Linked DNA regions of Larimichthys crocea: region 1 is linked to region 2. A link is a contact called in public Hi-C data. All regions are on one chromosome and are shown on one strand. The core of a region is the stretch at or near the end of the contact, and the rest is flanking DNA. Distances in the headings are between cores, read along the strand shown.

Region 1 (7,084 bases), core at 619-3,118, 150 kb before region 2:
GAGTCCAGCAGCTCTCTGTAGTGTTGCACTCTGAGATAGTATGTACTGCCCTCTTCAGGGATCAGCTTGGGAGTGCCCTCTGGAGACAAACAAATCATGAAAAGGACGGAGCAAGCAACACATGTATGAATGTAAAGGTACTACTTTTTTTCTATCTCCAAATAGAACAGAAAGGAATCAAATTGACTTCTGCCACAGACAACTGAGAAGTGTTTTGATCATTACAAGCAAGCGAGGCTAGCTTAGAATACAGGAGAGCAGTTAAGACCTTTGGATGAGCTTAAATAGGTTCATGCTTACCAGATTTTTGGTGACTGGATGGGACAAGATCAGTGCAAACCAACAGAAAATGGAAAATTTAACAGAAAATGATGAATGGTTGAAAAATAAACAAAGGCACAATACAAAATGTACAACAAATTCAAATAAAAAATGACATTTAGTTTAAAATTAAATTCAACAAAGACCACAGTTGAATTGATAGGATGCATGCAAGATGGATAGGATGGATAGGTAGATAACTATAGCGGGCATAAGATGCAATCTTATGTTTTTCAAAACATAGTTTAAACATAGCTTTTTTTTTCAGTCTCACCATCATTGAAATTTTGCTCCAAGTAGTCCATGATCTGTGTTGGATCACAAATGACGTTGTCATTGTGGACTAGGACCGGCACCTCACCAGTGGGATTAAGGCGCATGAACCAGGGCTCGTTGTGTTCACTGAGCGGTAGGCTCACATCATATTCTTCACAGTGCAAACCTTTCTCTGCTATGGCCAGACGCACCTGCAAAACAAAAAAAATTTTGTAGCAAAAAACAAAATCAATCTTAATCCCATCTAAGGATATAGTTCCTCTCAGTTCATGTTTACCACATATTATGACAAAAAAACAAACAGATGGGCTACGTCTGGTTATGTTGCCACATATTTAGGTAATTTTAATTTTAACAGAAATATGAACAAGAACAAAACATCTATTTAGTGTTTTACAAGATTTTTAACATACTGTTTGTATGTTAGAGAAGCGAAAGTAATATATTATCGATAATTCTCTCGCCTAACATACTGCCTACTGTCCAGTAGGTCCCGTCCACCCGCCCCTTCCTTAGTCCTCTTCCGTCCCATCCACTCCAACCCCTTTGCAGTGAGTTATACTTTTATGGAGCTTATAATTTTTGTTGACAATGTCTGAGAGGTATTAATTTAAATACCATGGTTACTAATTAGGTTGGAGTTTGCAGTAGTGTTAAACCTGGACTGCATTATATCAAGAGGTGTTTCTAATATTTGGGCCACCCCCTTTGCATACATATAATGCAGTCCAGTTTAACACTACTGCAAACTACAACCTCAACAGTAAACATAACAGTTAAATTAATATCTCTCTGACAGTGTCAAAAACAAAAACTGAAACATTATAAGCTTTGTAAAAGCAGATTTGATGGCAGGGTTGTTGTGTTGGATCACATTGGATTGCACAAGAGATTATTTTTGCAACCGAGTACAGATTGTCTGGTCGGTGGGCTTCACAGAATAAAGGCAGTGTCCACAGATAACTCGGATGTCTGAACATCTTCTGACAACATTTCAGAAACATCTGACTCGACATGTGACGGGGAGCTGTCCACTGCGCCGTGGTGCTGAATCGTAAAGACACTCACCTTCTGAGAGTTGAACGACTGCGTCCAGTGATACAGCGTTAACTTTGACTCGCACAGTTTGGCAACTGTATCACACTGCTGCTGCACATCTTGTTCCGAGTCTGTCTCTATAAGAGCTGTTTTCTCATCTTGGGATACAGAGCTGTTTTCGGACGCCATTTTATCTGTTAGTGTTTTTTAGGGGACAAGTGAGGACAGCACATAATATCACAGCAGACAAAATACACCTCCTACTGGCACGGAGTGGAACATTTATCCTCTTCATTTCATAGAGGTACAAACTCTTAAAAAATAAATATAATAATGATAGTTCCTAATTTATTTGTATAGCACGTTTCTGTGCTTCACAGGGCAAAATAATAAAGATAGACAACAGTGAATAGTTGAATTATTAAAATGTTATAATAAATAAAAGCCAGTAAGAAAACCAAAAACCTAAAAAAAGAAAAGTTTAAGAACAATTGTACAAAAATTAAAAAACAAATGAACAAACTTAAAAACTACAACAATAAAACAAACCTATAAGATGAATAAGCACAGGGGATAAAAAAGTCAAAGGAAGGATGACCAGGACTTAAAAGCTCGGTGTTGTAGTCCTAACCATGTTACCCATAAGTCTAAACGTGCTTTATTAATTAAGTTTGTAAGTCTGCAAGTTAGTTTAAAAGTTCATAATTTAAGACTATCCAACAAATAAGCGTTGAGCTACCTAGTATCACAGCTGTACAATGAGTGCATTTGGACAGAAGAGGTCGCTGTTATCTATCCATTAAATGTGTGAGTTACACAAACTGCTCTGTGGTCAGCCCTGATCCAAACAGTGGCCACACTGCTGATACTTGCTTTCACTAATTGAATCATTTGAAATTCATTTTCTGTAGGTTTTAGAGAGAGGCTGACATGAAGCACTGACTAAAGTAGGCTGATGACTAATGTGCTGACTCTTATGGAGTCATTTTGAAGTCAAAATGGCCTTTGCTACAACACATTTTGCAAAAATAAAAACGGTTTATTTAGCTCTCATAGCAGTAATAACACAATACTATGAGACACAAAGACATTTCATAAGATAAGATATTCTATAGTAGAATATATAACAAAATCTACAACTTATAGGCTTAGAAAATACATTCAAACAATAATGTACTGAACACAACATGAACTTGATATGAGTATTAGTGATACTGCATGCTGCACAAATCTGATCTCTAAATCTAAATAGGTATAGCTGTATTTATAGTTTCCTGGTATACATTATCACCTCACAAATATAAGCCATAGGAATAATATTATGTGATTTATAAACAAACTATAATAAGTAATAAACTCACTGTCATTATTCCTTATGTATCATTCACACCTGTAACGTGAGGCGTGTCTGTCAGATGTATAGAGCGCTTTGGCAAAGATATACAAGCACCTTATTTTGGGGGGTAACGCGCTTCACTGAGGGGGGGGAGAGAGAGAGGAGAGTGGGAGGTCCCTGTGGTGTGACGTTGCGATTGGCCCAGTGTCTTTCCTCAGCAGGGACTCGACGCCTCTCTCTCCCTCTGTGATCAGTGGGTGAGAGGGGGGAGACGAGCAACATACAACGGAGAACCCGGCGTGCGCCTCCGGTAAATGACGCCCACCATTCATACCTTTACACTTAGCGTTACGCATGCCTTTTGTATTGCATGTCAGTGTCTGGAAGTACCATCCTCTATCCTCACCCTCCTATTTTTTGCACCTTTAGTCATCATCTTGTTGGCTCATCCTTTCATCTCACCACCGGTCCTGGATCCCCAAACCTCGGTCCTGGAGACGCCTGAGTCTGCAGCAGCGCACGATCTGCTTTATTTCCAGCCTATATCTGAATGACGGGCGGAAGGTTTGACTTCGACGACGGTGGCACTTACTGCGGGGGGTGGGAGGATGGCAAAGCCCACGGACACGGCATCTGCACCGGACCCAAGGGCCAGGGCGAGTACGCCGGGTCCTGGTCGCACGGCTTTGAGATAGTAGGGGTGTACACCTGGCCCAGCGGGAATACTTATAAGGGCTACTGGTCCCAGGGGAAGCGGCATGGGCTCGGCGTGGAGAATAAAGGAAAGTGGATGTACCGCGGAGAGTGGAGTCACGGTTTTAAGGGTCGGTACGGTGTCCGGCAAAGCCACAACACACCTGCTAGATACGACGGTACCTGGAGCAACGGGCTGCAGGATGGATATGGGATCGAAACCTATGGCGATGGCGGTAAGAAACCATGGTCCAGTGTTTGTTTTGCGTGTGTGTCGCTTTAATGGCTGTGACTGATGATGTGTTATGTACTCTGTGCGTTTGTGAGGATGCTCAGAGTCCATCTGAGGGAGGCTAATGGAAAGACAACAGTCCATGAATCTCCATCTGATATGATCTGAGTTGAAGCTGAGATTGCGCACTGCGCACCGTGGTCAAGCGCAACATCATTTACCCCCTAAAAAAACTATGTCTTATCATCCCGGCAATGTTAACTTGCTGCAGTTTAACATAATGGTTCCTCTCTTATTTCAACTCATTTGGCAACTACCGGTTGCTCCTCATATGACAGTGGGAGGAGAGTGAGTCCTGTTGCCAGCTCAAGAAGGAGTTTGGAAATCACAGCAAATCAGTGTGTTTGGAGCCAATTATAGCCAGACTATCACCCACTCCTGTCATTTTCACATTTGAACCTTCACTGCGGTAACACACCTCTTCAAGAGTGTATCTCCTGCATAAATGCCAACCTCTCCAATTAAAATGAACTCGTTTAATCACATTTCTTGAGGAAGTCGAGTCATTATGCAAGTGTGTACAGCATGCCAAGACATTGGAACCCATTTCTAAAGAAACAACTGCAAAACATGTGCAATTTCAGTGAAAAGTTGTGAAGATTTAAAATTGTATTTAACACACATCTGTCATCATATGTCATCTATGGATTCAGTTATTTTATACACACCCCACATGACCTCACTAATCAGTGGCGTGTTCACAGATTGTCTAGAGACTTGTGTGATCAGGGAGGAAACATCTTGAGCGGTCTGCAAACACAGTTGCTTGTAGGCAGTGTAGCAGGCTTGTTACAGACAGTCCTCTCTGATTATAAAACAATCCAAGTCACGGGTGATTTGTGAGCATCGTATCGACTAACGGAAGCCTTATGGTGCAGAGTAAATGCCTCACATATGATGGTTAGAGAGGGCTGGACTTTGGAAATCAGCTGATCCTAGAGGATCTACAGAACATCTGGCCCGTCTGACCCTGCAACATCCTGATAACTTGATCTGCAGGGTGACCGATTTGAACTGTAGCGCAGAGCCAGCCTGTTAATCTCATGCCGTTTATCCATCTAAACTCCTGCCTGGGCTAGTATATCATTTTCTGTTAGAATCTGACTATTATGGCTTACTTCGTTGTTTTGGTCAATGAGATCCAGGTACTAGATCAAAAAGCCTTTCTTATTATTGAGGATCAGGATTGTAATATGATGCTCTGAAGAAGCTACAGTAGGCCAGCACATGCTCACTGGGCTCAGCAGCACCAAATGGGATTAATGAAGTATTCCTCTCATTATGTGACTCATAGCAATTCCCTGCCGTCAGAGACAAACGGATGGTGGTGAATGTGCCTACTGTCAGTGGGGGAGTTAGTGGCTGCCTGAAAATAGGCTCCTAGCTGAGTGATTCACATTTATCCCAAGTGATCCTCAGTATCAGTACCTTAATCAAATCTCTGTGATTGAGTTAAGTTATACTCACAGTCCCAGATCTGAGAGGAAGGAGAGAAAACATTTCATTGGCTGATATACTCCGTACCCCTACAGCAAGGCTCCTCTGTGTTCCCATATGTAGTGATGATTCAACGACTTAGTGCTGATATAGAGAATATCTAGCCAGCAAAAATGCAAGGTGCACAGCAGAGGAACAAGAGAAACCTTGTGAATGTCACAACACATAGCAAAATAAGTACAAAGTGTAACCTTTAAGGTTAATGTTACACAGGTATGATTTAAAAGCATTTACAAAACAGGTTATACTTATCTTCAAATATTCAGCTTTTATCATCAGTGTTGGTGCAAACTCTCCCCTTAATGCCTCAACCTTGAAGAGCATTAGTTTGCTCTGTTTTGTTCTTTGTCTTTCTGGGATAGTTTGTGGATTCAATACTGCAGACAATGTCTAGTCTTGTACACTATTTCAATTGATTTAGATAAAAGACAGCCCTGTTTTTGGAAGATGGCCCGGTGAGACTGTGCAAAGGCAAGCAAAAACAGACCCAAGTAGCACTTTTAATACACATTTGCTTATTAGAATCACTCTCAGACCGCAGCTGATCGGGCTTTACGATACCAACCAATGCCAAATATCTCTTCCTGGAACTGATGGGTAATAAAGAAAATGATCAGAAAGTGAGGCCTAATTTAATTTGCCCACATAGTGCTTTTAAATGTGGGATTTTACCTTCCGGAGATGGTAAAAATAGAATATACTGTATCTTCTGTTGTGTAATGCCAAAGAAATTGCTGGTGGTTGCCAGCCTGAGGGTGGAGTCCTCTAAAAGGGGTCACGAGAGTGGCCTGAGTGGTCTCATAATGATTTACTCACAAAATTGGTGAGATAAACCTGCGAAAATAATACAAACTCTTCTTTGTAGCTACTTATAAATCAAAAGTACATATGCAACATGTGATGAAGAGTCATGTTAAAAGGGGTCATAAGATAAAGAGGTTGGGAACTTCTGCATTAGGATCAGGTACATACAGTACAGTAGCACTGACCCCTGTCTACCTGTTCCACAGGTACCTATCAAGGCCAGTGGATGGGTGGGATGCGGCATGGCTATGGTGTGCGTCAGAGTGTTCCCTATGGCATGGCCACCGTTATCCGCTCACCTCTTCGCACATCTCTGGCCTCCCTACGCTCCGAGCAGAGTAACGGCACAGTGCTCCAGGACCTCTCCTCCCCTGCAGACACGCCGACAGGCAGCCGTGGCGGCTTCGTCCTTAACTTCCACTCAGACAGCGAGGTCGTCACTGGCAAGAAGAAGGGCCTGTTCCGCCGGGGGTCACTCTTTGGAAGCCTCCGGCAGTTGCGTAAGTCTGACTCTCGGACCTCAATCTCCAGCAAGCGCAGCTCTGCACGAAGCGATGCCACCATGAGCCGCATCAGCTCCAGTGATGCCAACTCTACCATATCCATCGGTGACGGCGAGCTGCAAGATGAGGACCTTCCTCTAGAGGACCATGTGGATGCCACCACGACTGAGACCTACATGGGCGAATGGAAGAACGACAAGCGCAATGGATTTGGTGTTTCAGAGAGATCCAACGGGATGAAGTATGAGGGAGAATGGCTTAACAACAAGCGCCATGGTTACGGGTGCACGGTTTTCCCAGATGGCACCAAAGAAGAAGGGAAGT
Region 2 (7,129 bases), core at 924-3,423:
CCAATTTGTGCACAATCACTACAACTGTCCCACACAGGTGGCCAACTGTATGCAATCAATTCTCATTAGTGGTCTATTTGGCAATTTAGAAGAGGAGCTTAAATGCTACACACTTAACTCTAAATCTCATCAGTAAGGTTACTCTTCAATGGATTTCTAATTGCCAGCTGCTTTCCACGCCCCCCAAAAACACACACAAGCACATGAAATAAAGCTGTGATAGAACCTGGCCTGTTCCACACTGCAGCTTATGCTTATCTTAAGTACAACATATTCACTCCATCAAGTCCACGTAGCCTTTCAGATAAGTATTCACACTGAAAAGGCCGGAGGAACGGAGCCAGAGTAAAATCTGATACACAACAAATCACTGCCTGCCAACAAAATGTGGCGAGCTGATCCAACACAGATCCAACCCACGTACAGAACCCCCCCCACTTCAATCACGCAAGTCAGATTTGTGCAGATCTGCGCTGCAGAGAGGAGAGGAATGGAGAGGAGAGGAGAGGAGAGGGAAGGGCTGACATACCATGTGGATCATCACTGATCGGGGCTGCCAGAGAGCAGCAAAGGCAGGATTTACAAAGCCAAACCCGTGACTCTCCTCTGGCAGAATTAAACTAAGTGGAGCTGAAATTTGAACATGCCAGGGAACTATTTATGGTCACACTTTTTTCAGTCCCAGAGACACACATACATACACTCACACACACACACACACCTTTGATTCTTGGCACACAGACGGATAAGATTATGAATAGGCATGCAAGTCAGGCTGCAAACATTCCTGTGAACATAGCATCACAGTAAACACATTTGATAATACTGTGCTCATGGAAACCGAGGCAGCGAGATCAAACCATCATACTATAGGTCTAAATATACACACACAACACAAATTACATATTTTCACATGCTTCATTGTCTGTGCATCAACTCACCCAAAAGTGTGCATGACAGTTGACCACCATGGTGCGCTCGATCAGCTCATCGGGACACTCCAGGAGGTGATGGCCAGAGACGACGCCGGCGTTGTTGATCAGTATGTCTACCTCTCCCACCTCTCTGCGGACCTTCTCAGCCGTGGAATACACACTCTCACGCTTTCCCACATCACACACATAGGTGTAGACCTGCGGCTGGAAAGGAGGGACCTCCTCTACCCCTCCAACAGGTCCTGTAGGGGGGGGGGGGGGGGGGGGGGGGGGAGATGGAAATAAGATGACTAAAGTGATCAGTGAAAAACTTTGTTGAGTAAGCTGGAACCGACATATGAATTAAGTAGTCAAGGTTGATCATGGATTTCAAAAAAACTAATGTTAAGAGACCATCTGAAGAAGCAAGTCAGTCATGTTTAAAGATCTGATGCCTGTGAGACGCTGCAACCATGTCCACGTATCTTGCGTGAAACATTTCCACACAGCATGCGATAACACTGTATCTAGTATCTTTGAAATATAATTACCTAACACTTAAGAAAACACAGATTACAAACAACAGATTGTCCATGCGTAAAAAACAGATAACATCTTAATTGCTGCAAATAAAGCAGACTTACCGTCTTTGGTTATGGGAGTGTCCAATTCATGGTATATCTGCCGCACCATCTCCGCGGTTTCCTCGTTGCTTTGGCTGTTTATGTCCCATAACACCAGTATCGCTCGTCTCCGGGCGAACTCCTTGGCAAAGAGCCGCCCGAGGCCGCTTCCAGCCCCGGTGATCACGCACACCTGTCCCGCCACGCTCTTCTCCTTGGGCCGCACAACCCATTTAGCCCCGGCAGTCACAAATGCCCAGAGCACTTTTAAAATAACCACGAAAAACTCCGCGATGATAATCATCATCTTTGGCCGGATAATTCAAAAACAAGTAGCGAAAGGAAGGGGAAAAGATAGGTAGGGTCACGCCGACAAACTTGGTTGCACAGTTGCAAGGCAGGGGGGTAAGAAAAACGCTCAAAAACACCGCGCGTAAAAGTGGTGAGAAAAAAATACTAAAGCGCAAGCAGCTACCGCAACTTGTGTGCGTAAAAAGAGAGTTCAGGTGCTGCTCGGTCAGAGTCCAGTTGCCACTACTGTTGCGGTAAGTTATGAGCAGCTACTACGAACTGTGTGTGTGCCTCCTACTTCCTCTGCTGCTCCTCCACTCATCTCACACCCTTACTCGCGTCTCACTCGCTATTTATTCAATCCACCCATCAACGCTGGACCCAATAGGACTGAGACTTGAGCGCCTGTCAGAATGAAGCGCCGGGTCCATACACTACACTCAGAGAGGTGATGTAACCTCAAAGATTTCAACTAACACTCATCTGTTGCGGGTTTTTTTTTTCTTTCTACCTCAAATTCAGTATCACAAAGAAAGATCACAGAATAGCATTCACACCCTTGGAAACCACTGCATTTTTTTTTCTCTCTATTTGGAGTTTTATTACATTTAAAACAAACTTATATATAAAAAATATGGTTTTAGGACAAATAAAAATAAACTATCCCACTGATTAATATCACAAGATCTTGTTTTTAATATATTTTTTGGATTATGATTGGGATTTTACAACACAAATACAGTTTTTTTTTGGATTATGATTGGGATTTTACAACACAAATACAGTTTTCAGCCAGAGATCAGGCCATATTTTATTTTTACAAATCCAGGTCAATGTCCGCCCATACAAAGCGAAACCACTATTATTCATTCAAATATCCAAAATATGTCATTTGAGCTATTTTGGGGGGTTGATTTCAAGCTGTCACCAGTCTGACACATGCCACAGCAATTTACTGGCAATGATTCAGTACGAGCTTTTCATTGTGAAAGTGGAAAGATAAGATGACTGGAAAAAGGACTGGACCACATACTAATCCATGTGGTTTTACATGAAGGTGATTTTGATGGTGTAGGACAAAAGGCGCACCTGGGGGTGAGTGTAGGGTGCAATGCGTTTTTCACCGGTTTCCAACATTACCCCCCTTTATAGCGCTGGCTGACGACGTTGTGTAACGTCCTGCAGCAGCCTTTATCATGTGTGGTGGTGGGCGTGTCCCGTGTCCAAACCACGGGTGGAAGAATTAGAGTGTTAATGCCAAAATGTTAATATTGTATTCTATTCTAAGCTATTTAAGGTATTAACAACAATATAAAAAGCAGAACTAGCAATACTAATTATGAAAGAGCAATAACTTGTATGGGTAAGTTGAGTTAGGTAATTAAATGAATGATTGTATTGTTTTTTAAATTTTAATTAAACTGTAGGTCACTGTGCTATTTAGGTCTATAAGTCCGTGTGTGTTTTTTTAAATGCAAAATATTAATTTTGCATCTAAAAATATGTATATAAAAAGTTGCAACGAAAAGAAAAGAAAACTTCAAAGCAGCCCAAAATAGAAATACTACTTGGCCCTCACATTTGAAACAAATTAAACGCGCATCTATCAACAGATCTGTGTTTTGAATTAAACATTGACTGCAAAGTTACTAGTGGCCATATTGAATTGTTATGAAATTGCTTATTTCCATAACTCTGTTGTGCATCACGCTGCCTTTGTTTTATAACCCGAAGAAGGAGAGGGGGTCTTCTCTCCCCCCACTGAGATCCAGAATCCAGCGACACTGTCCAGCAAAGCAAACCTTCCCCTGCAGACGCGTCTGCAAAAATGAAGCGTTTGCTCCCTCTGCCGTACCAGCGCGTGTACAACCATCACCTGTGGCGTGGAAACTGGAAATGTACGGTCATAAATACACCGTGGATATTATTTGTATGTTACTTGTAGTCTCCTGTTCATGTCTAATTTGATTTTTTTTCAATTTTTTCTAATTTATACCATACAGTTATTATTTATATCATATCACTTACTTTTGTAATATTATTTATGGTCACTACTCTTGCAATAATATTATTATCCTCAGTACTTGTCTGTTTTGAAGGTTGATTGTCTTTCGTGTTTTTTGTGTAGGTTATAGATATTTCTGTCTGTTTAATTTCTGTCTGTTTATTGTGTTTGTTTGTTTTTTGCCTTTTCTACTTTTTTTCTAATTCTCTAGTGTATGCTACGTTTCCCTCTGCTGCTGTAACAAGTACATTTGCCCGTAGTGGGAAGAATGAATTATATCTAATCTAATCTAATTTCAAAACAATGACAAATATGCGACGAAAATATGGTCACATGACAGAATAGACAGTTTAAGATTAAGATTTCTAGAATTAGTTGTTAAATTGATTATTCTACTATCCAAATAAAAACAAAATAAAATTGACCGTGATATGACACCGTATATATAATATATAATTTTTTAAAAATATTTTTATTAGGAGGTAAGGCACAGTGGAGCAGGAACCAATGTTACAGTTACATCGAGCATCACATCTGGAAATGTAAACATATCGAAACAATAGAAATACTGCGCATCTTTATGAATGAAGAGTAAGACATAAGTTGTTTTCTTATTTTATAATAACTAAGGATTCTTGTATGTAATAAGTGAATAAGTGACACCGTATATTTAGAGGCCATTCAACCAACAGTACTATAAGAAAGACTATATTTAATCAAAACATCGCTTTATGATACTTAAATAGGCAAACTAAAGAAACTTTTTAAAATCAGGCACTCGGAAGGACAGTCCGCGGAGGTCCTAAAATCCTTTAACGCGCACATGCGCAGAAGGAGATTTCTCTTTCTCGGTGGGCGCAATGGCGGACGCAGAGTGAGTGTTTGCTGCGGTCTCTAAATCTGAGCACATCCAGTGTTTAAACAGCCATCCTTGATGATTTTACACCCTGGATAGATTATTTAGTTTGCGTGCACCATTATCCTGGCGGTATTGTTCAGGATTGTCATGTTTTATTGTTGTTATGATCACTTTATGGGGACTTACCCTGTAGCCCTAACAACATGGCTGTCTCTCCAGCCTCAGAGCTTTTGAACTTGAGCTTTTCTGTGATTTAAAAAGGGGAACTCAGCTTAGACTGAACTATTATAATACGTCGCTGGCTTTAGTGTTTATGGTTCTCACGTAAATACGCCACCATTGACGGGAGAGACGACATGAGCACAAGCCGGTAGATGACAGGCTAGCTGGTGGCTAATAGCGACCAGTGGCGGCTGTGAGACGTGTCAACGTGGTTAAACTCGCCATGTGAATGTGAAGGACAGTCGATGTTAGTGTGTTTCCAGTGTGACCATGAAGTTTACTCTGTGTGTAACAGAAAAAAAGTGCAGGCGGTCCCTGAGAGCCTTTTGAAAAGGCGAAAGGCCTTCGCCACCATGAAGGCCATGCGTATCAAGAAGATGCTGGCAGAGAAGAAGGTGAGTTTCTTTGCACACTCAGAAGAACTGATCTAACTCAGTGTAATTGGTCAGTTTCAGTAGTCATCTGTTTTTCTTTTGTGTTGTTTCAGGCCCGCAAAGTGACCAGGAAACTGATCTACAAGAGGGCTGAGAAGTACCACAAGGAGTACAGGCAGATGTACAGGCGTGAAATCCGTCTGGGCCGTACTGCTCGCAAAGTGGGAAACTACTACGTGCCAGCTGAGCCCAAACTGGCTTTTGTCATCAGGATCAGAGGGTGAGTGCTGTCGACTGAGGACAGGAGCATCAGTAACATTCACATGGGTTGCTAGACTTTAAGACGTGAAGCTCAAGCTGCTGATGTGGACTTTTTGAAACATCTGTTTGGGTGCCCAACATGCCATGTGTATATCTGTGGGTGCATCTTGCATGTTAAACTGTAATGCCTAAGTTTGGGCACTATAGCAATCCATGTAAATGTCTCTGATTCAGTCTCCTGCCCTGTGAATGCCGTTAGTTGCGTGGTTAATGATGTTCCTCTTTCCCCGACTGATCGACTATGGTGATACAAAAATGCAAAATAAGCCAATTATTTCTGAAACCACGATTGACTTGTTGAAGAAGCCGTGTACCGGTGCCGTCATGTGCTAACCATCGTCCTCGTTTTGTTCTGCAGTATCAACGGTGTCAGCCCTAAAGTCCGCAAGGTTCTGCAGCTGCTCCGTCTGCGCCAGATCTTCAACGGCGTGTTCGTCAAGCTGAACAAGGCTTCCATCAACATGCTGAGGATCGCCGAGCCTTACATCGCCTGGGGGTAAGGCTGTTACTAAAAAACCTGGTGTTGATCTCACGATGGAGGTGAGGGTAACCAAAAGAAGTTTTAGTAATGGTGCACTGATGAACACCGCCTCTGGTCACTGTTTGCTCTCTGTGATGTGGTTAATGATGCTCAACTTTTTTCCCCATCTTATCGACCATGGTGAACACTGACTGAAACAAAGCCAGTTTTGTCTGAAACCACAATCCATGATAGCAACAGGGACCAGTCATCTGTTTTTCAAGAAAACAAGTTTATTGATTACACATTATTGGTTTGGAATAAGAAAGTTATTTAGTTTTAATGAAGACAGATGAGTCTCCATTCTACAGTGATGCGTAATGCCGCTGTACTTGTTAAATTCACGTCAAATGTCAGGGAATAAGTGCTGTCAAACAGTTTTCATAAAAGTAGACTCAGTGTCAAACTTGCTTGCAGGAGGTGGATGCCTGGCTGCATGAATGTATATCTTTAATGACTCATTAAAAGGAAAAGATGAAGGGAATGTTTGAGTGTTTGACACTGCTGAGTGGTGCTGTAAAAGATGAAGTCATCTGACTTTCACTTGAATATTAGTGCTATAGCTTTTTATAAGACTATCAAACTTGATCTACTGTGAGCATGACAAACATGACACTAGGTGCTAATGACAAACATGACACTGGTGCTAATGCTCAGCTGTGTTCGTCACAGCAAACAGATGCTGCACTACTCGAGCATGTAGCACATCTGGTCACTACCCAATAAGTCAGAGCAGGTGATTTGCCTTTGACCCAAAGTCCCACATGTTTTGAGGTGATGAGCATTAAGTAATGTGTTTTTGACCTACTCTTTACGTTCTGGCAGCACAACTGAAATGCTTTTCCTTGTTTAGGTTAAGTTTTTATGGAAATGAGAAATCAGCACAGAATCAAAACCAGTTTGAGCTTATTTTCTAACCTTTATGACTTGTTGTGCCACCAGGTACCCCAACCTGAAGTCAGTGCGTGAGCTTATCTACAAGCGTGGCCACGGCAGGATG

The links. A called contact is a pair of places that touch in the nucleus more often than the background predicts.
Region 1: a contact with region 2 is called in a Hi-C map of muscle, with 2.1 times the contacts expected there. The contact joins the promoter of gdap1 here to the promoter of rdh10a in region 2. A contact is called at or near these places in 2 of 7 Hi-C or Micro-C datasets (both in muscle).

What each region holds. Positions count from the first base shown.
Region 1 is chrXXIII:11,751,929-11,759,012 of L_crocea_2.0, reverse strand. gdap1 (ganglioside induced differentiation associated protein 1) reads right to left here and starts at 1,868. Exons shown (of 6, transcript XM_010733760.3): 1 at 1,666-1,868; 2 at 596-788; 3 at 1-79. The coding sequence starts at 1,824. It overlaps jph1a (junctophilin 1a), which reads left to right and starts at 3,102. Exons shown (of 7, transcript XM_019260777.2): 1 at 3,102-3,281; 2 at 3,401-3,900; 3 at 6,464-7,084. The coding sequence starts at 3,522.
Region 2 is chrXXIII:11,601,066-11,608,194 of L_crocea_2.0, reverse strand. rdh10a (retinol dehydrogenase 10a) reads right to left here and starts at 2,173. Exons shown (of 6, transcript XM_027274310.1): 1 at 1,559-2,173; 2 at 942-1,177. The coding sequence starts at 1,844. It overlaps rpl7 (ribosomal protein L7), which reads left to right and starts at 4,597. Exons shown (of 7, transcript XM_010733846.3): 1 at 4,597-4,707; 2 at 5,210-5,309; 3 at 5,402-5,568; 4 at 5,968-6,105; 5 at 7,072-7,129. The coding sequence starts at 4,694. It overlaps LOC113744531 (small nucleolar SNORD12/SNORD106), which reads left to right and starts at 6,224; the gene lies at 6,224-6,315. It overlaps LOC113744535 (small nucleolar SNORD12/SNORD106), which reads left to right and starts at 5,810; the gene lies at 5,810-5,899.